2 separate regions of the Zea mays genome follow, and region 2 is linked to region 1. A link is a contact called in public Hi-C data. All regions are on one chromosome and are shown on one strand. The core of a region is the stretch at or near the end of the contact, and the rest is flanking DNA. Distances in the headings are between cores, read along the strand shown.

Region 1 (6,202 bases), core at 1,895-4,394:
TGTTGCTGGTCACATTAAAAAATGTTATTGCATCTAGTTTGTATGTCATTTAAACACAGTTGCATCTAAACAACAGGTATGACGAAAGGGGCTCTAGCCGAGTTGGTTAGGTGCTCTGAGTAGAGCTCCTCAGATCCTGAGTTTGATTCCCAGTGGAAATAAATTTCAGGTTGGGTTTAAAAAAATCTCAAGAATCTTCTTCTTAGTATAATAACCTGGACCGTCTTACCCCACAGGTCGATTTTTTTAAAACAAAAGGTATGGTTTATATACACATTACAGTTAAGGTATCAGGTATGTGTGCCTTACATTGCATTTATCAAGTATTACTTAGCTTTCCAAACAATAACTACTACAACAATATTTTGGCTACTACATTAGTAATGTATCATGATGTCTCTAGTGGTTATGTCAGTGCTTAAATTGATAAATAAACGACAATATCAATGCTGATGTTTCTACTTTGGTTTGGTTACTTTATTTACCTTAATGCTACATACATGCATCAGAGATTTGTGTTACAAAACCTTAAATCAGAGAATGTTGGTGCTGTTAATAATAAAGCGTCGGGTCCAAAAGCTTATCCTTTGGCATTTTTCTTGGCAATTGTAAATTGCGTCTCAGGCAAATAACTGACATAAAACCTTGATACTGCTAAAAACAATTTAACAGACATAGTACAAGACAATGAATTTGGGTTTATGTTTCCTCATATCTTTATGCCATAAAATACATAAGCTGATGAAATCTTCTATCCAAAAGATTGGCATGCTCTTCCGACAAAATGATATGACTATATATGGTCATATGGAGCTATGAGTTACCCTTCAACATCCCAATGAACAGTTACTGGAGATTGGAAAGTTCAATATGTAGCAATGGAAATGTCACCAAAAAAGTTCAATGAAGTCACCCAAGAACTTCAGTTTTTGTGTTGGGGCAAAACTACAAATTGATATATACAATATTTGCCATGAGTTTGTAAGCCGATGGAACAAAATCGAGCAAACAAAAACAAATATGGTACACAGTGAATTATAGTGATATCATCTCACTAATTGTCTAAGTAAATTGTCATGTGTCATTTGGAGACACCAGAGCAGCATCCTCATTTGCATGAATAAAAGATCGGAAACCAGAGGGGCTAAACAGCTGACCTGATCCACTGCTGCTGGCTGACCTCTCAATCTCGGCCAGGTTTGCAACAACAGGGATTGGCCTCTCGGGAATAATCAAAGGACTTGGTACTGAATCAGCCTCAAGTATCTTCAGCGCCTGCTCCATTGTCGGCCTTGCATGCAACTGGGGATGTGTGCAGAGTGCACCAACAAGCACGTACTTCTCCATCACCTTAGTTGGACCAGGATCAACCATTCCCTCTTGGATCACCTCCACTGTCCTCCCCCTTCGCACCAAAGACCAAGCCCAATCAGTGAGCACAAAGCTCTGTCCCTCGCTGAGAGAAATGAATGCCTTCTTTCCACTCAGAAGCTCAAGAAGCACAACACCAAAGCTATACACATCGCTCTTCTCAGTCAATTGGCCGTAGAGTGCATACTCTGGGGCAACATAACCTAGTGTTCCGGCAACCCTTGTGCTCACATGCGTCATCCCTTCAGGTGCAAACTTGGCCAGTCCAAAATCAGCCACCTTGGCCTCAAATTCATCATCAAGCAAGATGTTGCTCGCTTTGATATCCCTGTGAATAATGGCTGGCTGTGCACCGCGATGCAGGTAGGCCAGCCCTCTTGCCATGCCAATGGCAATCCTCTGCCGCACCGGCCACGCTAACTGGCATTCTCCGGCAGCAAACAGATGGTCATACAAGCTGCCATTATGCATCAGGTCGCAAACGATCATCCGCTGGTGGCCTTCTCTCTGTGTGGTGGCAATGCAGTACCCACGCAGCGCAACCAAGTTGACATGGCGCACGCTGGCCACCACTTCCACCTCATGGGCAAAGGCGGCGTCCCCAGCCGCGGAGCAGTTCTTGAACCGCTTCACCGCCACCTCAGCACCGTCGCGCAGCACCCCCTTGTAGACATTCCCAAAGCCACCCTGGCCAATAATACTCTTCCTGGCGAATCCGTCGGTGGCAGCCTTGATATCGTCGTAGGTGAACTTGACGAGCGTGGTGCTGGCGCTGATGGACTCCATGGCCTGAGAGCGCTTGCTCCTGCTGTCCGCAGCCAGGGCGGCAGCGGCATCTCGCGCCTGCCTTCGCCTCACGACGAAGCAGCATCCCAAGGCTGCGGCGAGGAGCAGCACTGCCGCGAGGGAGCCGAATGCGACGCCGTAGACCCAGGGGGCGGCACCGGAGCTGTGGGACTGAGGCGGGTTCGCCTTGAGTAGAAAGAGGCAGTAGGCAGTGGCCGGGTCGGCGGGCCCGTGCGGGCTAGCCTCGGCGCCAGCGTAGATGGAGGGGTACTGCACGCACCCGGTGACGTTGTTACTCCTGGCGCTCGGGGATCCAGCCAGGAGATAGGCCGCGGCGGCCTTGCTGAGCGCGGTGGAGCAGGCGGTGCAGTCAGGGACGGCGGAGAGGTCGCGGTCGCAGCTGGCGTCGATGTCCCCGCGCGAGCTGGGCGGGACGAGCGCGTCGAAGTCGGCGACCGTGGAGACGTTGCCGCAGCCCGGGGAGGCGAGGGCGGCGTCGAGGCCCGAGAGGCCGCAGGCCGACGCGGGGAGCGGGTAGGGGAGCGCGGCGCGGAGCGGGGACAGGCAGGAGGAGGCGTCGGGTGGGAGCACGAAGGACGATGTGGCCGCGAGGTGGAGCGAGAGGAGAAAGGCGACGGACTGCGTGGCGACCGCGCAGCGGGAGGCGTCGTCCGACGGCAGCGGCGGCGCGAGGAAGGGGAGCAGCGCCGTGAAGTTGAGAGCGCATTGCAGCGCCGGAGAGGGGGCGGCCGGTTGGGACGCGTGTGGGATGGGGCGGAGGAGGAGGAAGAAGGGAAGGAGGAGACGGAGGCGGCACATGGGAGGCGGAAGGGGATGGAGATGAGGCCGCGAGATGGGGCGGAGGAGGAGACGGAGGCGGCACATGGAGAAGATCAGAAGAGTGGGTGGGGGTGGGGGTGGGGTGGGGGCGGTTGGTGTTGACTGCTGTTTGGCGGCCGTGGCCAGGGAAGAAGAAGGATGGTGGATAAGCTGCGCCCGTCACGTTACTGTACTAATGGTCCGAGCATTTTCAAACATCTGTCTATTGTCGCGAAATTGTACCGCTAAAACCCGGTCCGACGTTGTAAATTCTGCTAACATAGATAATCTCTTTGTCCGCGGCTCTGTTGACTGTTGTAGGGAGCTGGGCTTGTTTGTTCGCTGCTTACCATATATCGTCTGAATTTTTCTAAGGTTGGTTTTGTTTGGTTCGTAATTTATCATAATTTTTCTAACTTTTTTTCTATGATTAGTTCTTCAATTTATTTGACTATATTAAACTTGTTGATCTTATATTTAACTTATTAATATTTGCATTCTTACCTAGGTGTCGGCGTTTCGGACCTGGGGACCCTCCACCGAGCCGACCAGTGAATTTTATCGCTGCATGCCCCTGCCCAGATGAGTTGGCGCAAGACGAAACACAAGGGGGGAATGCGGCTTGTATTATCTCGCACCGGGGGTGCTCGTAGTAGGGGTTACAAGCGTCACGAGAGGGAGAGAGAGCCTGTTCGTTTGCTCGTCCCCGCGCGACCCCCCGCAGGAAGGCCCTGGACCACCCTTTTATAGATGCAAGGAGAGAGTCCAGATGTACAATGGGAGTGTAGCTATGCGCTAACGTGTCTGGCAGAGAAGTGCCTGAGCCCTGTGTACATGCCAACGTGGCTGTTGGAGGAGTGCTTGAGCCCTGTGTGCACGATAACGTGGTCGTCGGAGAAGTGCCTGAGCCATGTAGAAGCACAGCTGGCGGTGCGGCTGGAATCCTGCTGACGTCTCCTTGTTTCCGTAGGGGGCAGAGAACCACCGACGTCATGGACGCACGCGGGGAACCATCATTACCTGTTACCGGGGTGAGCCAGATGGGACGCCGGTTTTGTTCCCTCGTAGCCTGAGCTAGCTAGGAGTAGGGTAATGATGTATCCCCTGTGGCGCGGTCGGTCCGAGCCCAAGGTCGGGCGAGGCGGAGACTTCTCCTGAGGCCGAGGTCGGGGTCGGGCGAGGACGCGATTCCTCCCGAGGCCGAGGCTGAGGCCGAGTCCTGGGGTCGGGCGAGGCGGAGACCTCCTCCCAAGGCCGAGGCCTAAGGTCGGGCGAGGCGGAGCTTTCTGTTGCGCCCGAGGCTGAACTCGGCTGTTGTCAGTCTTACCCCGGTGGGTGGCGCAACAGTCGGAGCGGGGCAAGCAGCGCTGTTTTCTTGTCAGGTCGGTCAGTGAAAGGGCGAAGTGACTGCGGTCACTTCGACCTTGCCGACTGCGGCGCGCGTGTCAGGATAAGGTGTCAGGCGATCTTTGCATTGAATGCGCCTGCGATACGGTCTAGTAAGGCGATTTGGCCAAGGTTGCTTCTCAACGAAGCCTGCCCGAGCTAGGCTTCGGGCGAGTCGAGGGTGCGCCCACCGCCTGAGGAGGCCCTCGGGCGAGGCGTGAATTCGTCCGAGACTACTATTCCCGCCCGAGGCCGGGCTCGGACGAGGCGAGATTGCGTCCCTTGGTAGACGAGGCCTTGACCTGAACCGTGCCCATCAGTCTTTGCGGTGAGTGCTGAGGGTGGTTACCAGCCGTGTTTAGGAGTGTTGGGGGTACCCCTAATTACGGTACCCGACAGTAGCCCCCGAGCCTCGAAGGGAGTGTTGGTACTCGCTTGGAGGCTTTGCCGCATTTTTTGTGAGGGGACCGGCCTTTCTCGGTTATATTTTGTTCCGGTGGGTACGCGCGAGCGCACCCGCCGGGTGTAGCCCCCGAGGCCTCGGAGGAGTGGTTTGACTCCTCTGAGGTCTTAATGCTTTTTGTGATGCCTCGGCCGGCCTGGTTGTTCCCTCATGCGGCCTGGTCGTAGCCCGGGTGCATGGTCAGGTTCCGAGTTTTTAGGCTGGTTTGTTGACGCTGTCAACAGTTTGGCCATAGCCGGGTTGCGAGAGCAGCCCCCGAGCCTCTGCACGGAGCGAGAGAATGATCAAGGACTGTCTCGACTTTTATTATACGCCCCTTCGTCGCCTTTCCGCAAGGAGGAAGGGGGGAAAGCGCCATGTTGCCCTTGGAGGGCGCCGAACATGGTGTTTCCAGTGAGTTGCTAACGGGTGATCCGAGTGGACGCCCGTGCCCCGTTTGTTAAGGGTCGGCTAGTGGCACGGAGGCGTGCTCCAAAAGTACCTGCGGGTGATTTGCTGGACCCGGACCCTTTCGACAGGGTCTGAGGGCTCGATGCCTCCCTCCGGTGGGATTCCATTACAAATCGTTCCCGCTGATCTCAGAAATGTCCTAGGGTACCTCGGGAGCATAGCCCGAGCCTCGGCCATGTAACAGACGTACCCAGGGTCATCCCTCACTCTGCGTGCTCTGGGGCGGCTGTCGAACCCTTCCGAGGGGCTAGCCTTCAAACCCCTGATCAGTAAAGGGCGCGAAGCCCGAGTGCTCTGGGGCGGCTGTCGAACCCTTCCGGGGGGCCAGCCTTTGAACCCCTGATCAGTAATGGGCGCGGAGCCCGAGTGCTCTGGGGCGGCTGTCGAACCCTTCCGAGGGGCCAGCCTTCGAACCCCTGATCAGTAGGAGGGCTCGGGGCCCGCTTCCTTCGCTGAGAAGGATCCTTTTCGAAATATCCTCTTTCCTGATCCATGTGGCAAGAGAGAGAGAGAGAAAAAGGAAAAGGATATGAATTTAAATAAGGTGGCGCACCTTTTTTGACGCGGTCATCATGGCGGAGGTGAAACGACGCCCGCTTCGCCTGCCAGAGGTGTCGCTCGCCCTGCCAGGGAGTTAATGCGACGGGACGGGTGATTCGCGGGGCGGCCGTTGCGCGTGCGCGAGTCGTTCGAGGAACAGGCGTTTCACCTTCGAGTTTGAATTTCGCGGCGAGTTCGGGCGATGTTTTGAATGGATCTCGCCTGGGCTTTTATATACCCGGAAGAGGGGCCGGCGGTGGTTCTCTACTCTGCCATTTGCGCTTGCCTTCTGCTTTGGTTTCCGCAACCTAAGAGAATAGCCAGAGAAAAGAAAACCGCGCACCTTATCCCCCCCCGCCTCCACCTCCTTCGTTCAGCGATGGCTGA
Region 2 (6,202 bases), core at 2,152-4,651, 500 kb before region 1:
ATACCTTCTGGGTTTCAATGTCTATTGAATCCACTCCATAGCAATAGATTTCACCATTTTTCTGCAACAGAACTGCTCATATTAGTCATCAACTTGTCATGGGTGTAAAGAACACTTTAAGTAGAAACTTTACAAGTGGAGAAGCAAAATAGGCATGTCATATAGCACAGCACATATTTCCACCTATAGAACATAACTGTAATTGGCTTTGTTTCCATCAAACGCACATGTAAAAAGGCCGTAAAGTTCATGTAATTTAAACAAATTAACTGAACAAAGGCATTGAAAGCTGGGAAATAAACAAAAACAAGTACATCATGTCAGATGTGAGTGTAATCTGAGAACAGAAGTGGGGAAATGATCAAATGAAAGAGGCATATTGCAAGCTAAGCATCACTGAGTGCGACATTTTAAGGTTGCGTTTAAGAGGTCACTATCAACAAACATGTTGACCGGAAGCCAATGATAGCAGGCCATTAAGATACGATATCTTGGCCTTGTCGCTTCCTACTCTGTTTCCTGAAAAGTGAACACTTCAGCAACCAGGTTCTAAAACCTTTTTATACTCGAGACTGCAGGGCCATTAATTATGAGCAGGTTCCACTATTTTGGTTGTTTCTACAAAGTTCTGTTAGTTTGTTATTTTTTTAAGTCAGATGATAAAAAAGAAATAATTAATCTAGCGAATCACCAGTTTGCAAACAGCTTTCGCGTAGTCCAAGGGTAGTCCTAGGTATCAATGTTCACAGAAGAAATTAGGAAAACAACATGCACACAACTATATAGCGGAAAGCCTCCAAAAGTAACATAAGAAAAATAGATGCAAGAACATGCCTAATGAAAGTATAATCCACCATAGGTCAACGACTGTCATAAAAAATATATACCAACCTGACATGTCAATAGATCAATAGCAAAGTGATGACCAAACAAAGATATGTTATCATCATTGTGAACTGCTTGAAGCAGTGCTCTTTCAATCTCTCTTCCAGTCATATCGGCAGAATGGACAATTCTGTTGTGAGAATGACCACCTTCCCTTGCAAGGTGCAGCCTACCATCTTCACCATGGTCGAATGAGGCACCCATGGCAATTAGTTCCTTGACACGCTCTGGACCTTCTGTGCAAACTACCTGAAAGACAGCACAAATGTTATTTATCTGCTAACAAATATGAATTAACAACTGTACAAATGCATGAAAGAATTTGTTCACAAGCGACGATCTGTTGTAAAATGCATCTATATAACATTGAGGCAATTGAAAAACCACTGTAAATGGCGGATGCTAACGCTTACCCTGACAATCTCTTCATCGCACAAATAAGCCCCTGCAACAATTGTGTCTTTCATGTGACTTTCTACAGAATCCGAGGGGCATAGAACGGCACTAACACCGCCTTGTGCATAGTTTGTGTTGCTCTCATGAGGCTCTGCCTTGGTGATAATAGCAACAGAGCCGTGCTTTGAAACTTCCAGAGCATACCTTAGGCCAGCAACACCGCTGCCAATAACCACAAAATCAAAGAATTTTGTGGCATCGTCTTGCAGGCAGGAAAGAGTAGAGGCTCTGATGGCGCTGATCCTCTGCCTCACATGATGTTGGGAGACAGTAGCAGATGTTGCGCCCATGAAACGAGGCACGCTACCTAGTCTGTTTAAGCAGAATTAACGCACTGTCACCAGACTAAACAATACAACAGTGGTACCACATGAAGGAGCTGTCACATGAGAGGTGCAAATTGCAATATGTAACTCGATTAACTGAAAACACTTTACATGTTTGGTCCTTATTTTAGCCACTTCTCTGATATTTCAGGTGTAATTTTTGCTTGGTGGGTTTTTTATTCTCAGAACCGAAAATTGCAGATTATACCTACATAACTGGCAACAAACTGAATCTGCAGTTTTAGTATAAAATGTATACAACAACCATCGCCTGAAAAAATGAATTTTAGCAAATCCCTATTTTAGCTGAACTCGGCCAGCTTGGAATTCCTATACAGCTTCTTTTTCGAAAGTAGTAAAAAGTAAATGTGGACAATAACTTTTAAATCAATGTCTGGGAGAACTTTAAGAATGATATATAAAACTTCGAATAAAAAATACAGGCTATTAAAATACACTAAGCAGCTGGGATCCTTTTGGGGAGAAATAAAGTTGTTTGCGATCGGGGAAAAACTAAATATGACACTGAGTCTGAAGAACATCTGACAGCAGCAATTTCACCTGGAGATATCAAGCTGGGCGCATCTTCTGAAAGAGAGAAAAGGCAGTCCCGATGCTTGCATGTGCCCTTTGTCCACATGCATCGCCCCTGCGCAATGGAGGCTCGCAAAGCCGTTCGTCAGGTTCGCCATCGCGGCCTCCCTGGGCCTGAAAAACAACGACACCAGAGCACCGGGATTGATCAAAAACCTCGAATTTCACAGAGCAGAGGCAGAAGAAGCAAGATTAATCCCGAGGAACAAGGGGCAGGAGAAGCAAGAATTCCGAGGAAACAACGAGGCAACGTTGTGGGATCGTTCCTGGGCGACAAGAGGAGGAGATCTAATCATCCCGGCGACAAAATAATAATAAAGAAACTTTTGAGAGATCGGATCAGACAAATTAACTGAGAAGCCACATGGAGGAGTGTAGAAGGGAGAAGAGGACTGAACTCTCACCTGTCTCTGTGCAAGAGACGCTAGCTCCAATGGCAATGAGACGACGAGGAGAGGAAGAAGGTCGGGAATTCCAAAAAAAGCAGCGCTGGAATCACGGCCTTTGGCACTCCGAAAAGCGCGAGCGGGGCGATGGAGCCGCTCGGGCTGGCAGCGGTTTATTGCGGAGGGGCGGCAGCGAGAGAAGCCACGGGGGGAAAAGGGTGTGAGGGAGAGGGACAGGTGGGGAGCCAGCGGCTGCCAGCCAAAGAAAGGCAGCGAGCGTGGGAGTGCCGGGAGAGAGATGGTTTAATGGCGCTTCCGTTTGGCTCAGAAAGGGAAAAAAAAGACTAGGCGAGGAAAATTCCTGGCACCCCAATGCGCCACATCGCCGTCGAAGACCGGTGACGACGCCGCCGCCACCTCGGCTCGCGTAGTCGTGTGAGCGTGGTGCCATGATACCCTTTCTCTTTTCTCGCATGGACCGGAAGGTTCACCGGATCCTGGGCGTCGACGCCGTGGGCCACCGCCCGTGCTCGCTTTTCGCGTTCTGGCTTCTGGGGACGGCGTACCTAGGCGGCGGGGCCCAGCGAATCACGGTGGCCGGGGCGCGGTGGGGCAGCCGCCGTCGTGGGGGGTTGTGCGGCGGATTGCTCACGCTGACTTTTGGCCTACTTATTTTTTTTCTTCATGTCTTTTCGGGTTTACGTGGATCAAATTGAATATATCTTCTCTATCTATACCTCTATTAGGGATGATAATGGGGATTTTCCTGTTGGGTAATGGCTCTTCATCCCATCCCCACGGGGAGAAAAATTCTTTGTCCCCATCCCCGTAAACGCTCACGGGGGAGCTTTTTCTCTCATCCTCATTCCTGTCGGAGAATTTATCTCCGGTAATCCCGCGGAGAATCTATCCCCGCTAGAAGTACAATATTTAAAGATAAATTTAAATTGATTGTATCAAATTAATGTAAATTTAACAAACAATATTGAAAATTACAAGAGACATCTATTTTAGAGTTTAGTTTTTTATTTTATAACATGCTATGCACTGAGTTTTTACTATAATTTTAACAAGTAAATTGACTAACTTGAATAAAATAGTTTTGTAGGGCGGGTAAACGGGGAACGGGGATAGATGATGGTTCCCCGTCCCCGTCCCCGCGAACCCGATGGGATTAAACTTCCCCCGTTTAGATCCTGCGGGGACTAAATTAGTCCCATACTCGTCCCCTAATAGGGGAATTCCCCGCGGGGAATCGGGGATCGGGTCTCCATTGCCATCTCTAACCTCTATAGTCGTTGTCTCTATTGTATTAAAGCAATAGTTTTAATGGTCGTTCTGCGTCATCTTTTTATAAATAATATCTCACATCTATTTTCAAATAAACCATTGTACGACCGTTCCTTCGATGCAACCAACCTCCACGTTACAAACCATATCTACGTATATAGATGGCCAAACAGACGACCCGGTACAACCCCACTAGGCCCGACGCCCACGGGTAGTATCTCCGGCCCACGCACGACATGTCGACATGCTGACCATGCTATGCCAACCCGTTAGCTTGTCGGGCCATTTAGTTAAATCAACGTAAAATATTACAAAATGGTGTATGAGGTGGGGTTCGAACCCATGCCCTAATGGAAGAATGGCGTGAGACACCAGAAGAAGCCGTCTAACTAATAGAAAAATAAAATGGTACAAAGTGATGCTCATGTGTTTTTAATATTAAATATAAATTGTACATATGTATACACGATTTTTTCTGAAAATAAAAAATATAATTGTGCCGAGACAGACCAACACTACGGGCCGAGGCTACGCCCCAAGCATAGCACGACGCTCGTGCCGGACTGGCCCAGACACTATTAAATATAGGGAAGAAAACGAACAGGAATTATATCGTCCCGTCCCGTATTCCCGTTTAGAACCGTCCATTTTCATTTTATCTTAAAAATGTGAAAACGGTACGGAAATCGGGATAGGTATATCCGAGAACGGGACCGAAAACGGTTGGAGGTGTTTCCCGTCCGTATTTACGATATCCCGTATTGTATCGGGAATTTCCTGTTTTATCCCGTTTTACATTTTGCGGATCATGTGCATGTATCAAAGCCCATAAATTCTTAGCTCATTGGCCACTCTAGTTTCCCATAAGGAGTTTCAAGTGCACGAATATACAACATGTGTGTGTGCATCAGCTCTGCCTCTGCTCGACTGGACGACTGCATCTGTGCTTGAGGCCTTGAGACATTGTAGCTCTATCTCGTGTGCAGTCTGCACTCTGTAGTGTGCATGTGCCTCATGCAGCTAGTGAAAGTCGCTTAGAGGGGGTGAATAGGCGAAACCTAAAATTTACAACTTTAAACACACACTACAAGCCGGGGTTAGCGTTAGAATTAAATTCAAGTCTGAAGAGAGGGAAAAACTAATCAAACAATAATCAAGGCGAGTGAACACGATGATTTATTTTACCGAGGTTCAGTTCCAAAGAACCGAGGTCACAAAGACCGGGTCTATTTCAACCATTTCCCTTTCTCAAACGGTCACTTAGACCGAGTGAGCCTTCTTCCTTAATCTCACGGGTCACTAAGATCCCGCACAGACCACCACACACTTAGTGTCTCTTGCTTCGCTTACAAAGCACTTGAGAATAAGAATGGGAAAAGAAAAAAGGCCAATCTAAGTGACAAGAGCAACAAAAGAACACAAAACACCCTCTCTCAAGTCCCTAATGGAATTGAGTTGATTTGGAGGCTTAGAGAGGATTCAATCTATTTGATGTGTCTTGAAGTTGAGTCTTTTGCTCTTGTATTGAATGAGATGTTTGGAATGCTTGGATGCCAAAGGATGTGGTGGTTGGGGGGTATTTATAGCCCCCAATCACATTGTAGTCGTTTGCCAAGGCTGCTGGCGATGGGCGCACCGGACACCCACTGTTCATTGTCCGGTGCTCTGCCACGTCAGCTAACTGTAAGAGTTCGGAGCTGGTCGACCGTTGGAGACTTTGTCTTCTTGCGGCACCGGACAGTCCGGTGCCACACCGGACAGTCCGGTGCGCTCTGACTTCTGCGCTTCTCACTCTGTCGCGACACTGTTCACAACTGTAGCACTTTGCAGAGTCGACCGTTGGCGCAGGGAGTCGTTGCTCCGTTGGCTCACCGGACAGTCTGGTGGCACACCGGACAATCCGGTGAATTATAGCGGAGCGCCCCTGACAGAAACCCGAGAGTGGCTGGTTTGGAGTTGTACGGGCATGGTGCACCGGACACTATCCGATGGCACACCGGACAATCCAGTGCGCCATTTATCAACACACTCAAGTTCTTTTGCTCTAATTAAATTGTGTCCCTAACTTGATTTCTTTCTTGTTTATGTTGAACCTTATGCACCTGTAATTAGGGATGGTAATGGATCATGACCCTAATACTTCCTTCACAAACCAACAAGGCCCTTAATTTTATTAGTTCAAAATTGTATTGTTTTATGATCCGACCCTAACTTGACCCGATCCTTAAATTTGGTAGGCTAAATTAAATGGCCCGTTACCACCCC

Evidence for each region. A called contact is a pair of places that touch in the nucleus more often than the background predicts.
Region 2: a contact with region 1 is called in a Hi-C map of leaf, with 5 times the contacts expected there. The contact joins the promoter of LOC100279867 here to the promoter of LOC100194105 in region 1. A contact is called at or near these places in 2 of 25 Hi-C or Micro-C datasets (leaf and tassel).

Annotation. Positions count from the first base shown.
Region 1 is chr5:77,964,162-77,970,363 of Zm-B73-REFERENCE-NAM-5.0, reverse strand. LOC100194105 (putative protein kinase superfamily protein) reads right to left here and starts at 3,144. Exons shown (of 1, transcript NM_001139158.2): 1 at 900-3,144. The coding sequence starts at 3,042. The coding sequence ends at 1,075.
Region 2 is chr5:78,462,852-78,469,053 of Zm-B73-REFERENCE-NAM-5.0, reverse strand. It overlaps LOC100279867 (L-aspartate oxidase chloroplastic), which reads right to left and starts at 3,401. Exons shown (of 8, transcript NR_176417.1): 1 at 2,666-3,401; 2 at 2,229-2,375; 3 at 1,299-1,653; 4 at 892-1,134; 5 at 5-72.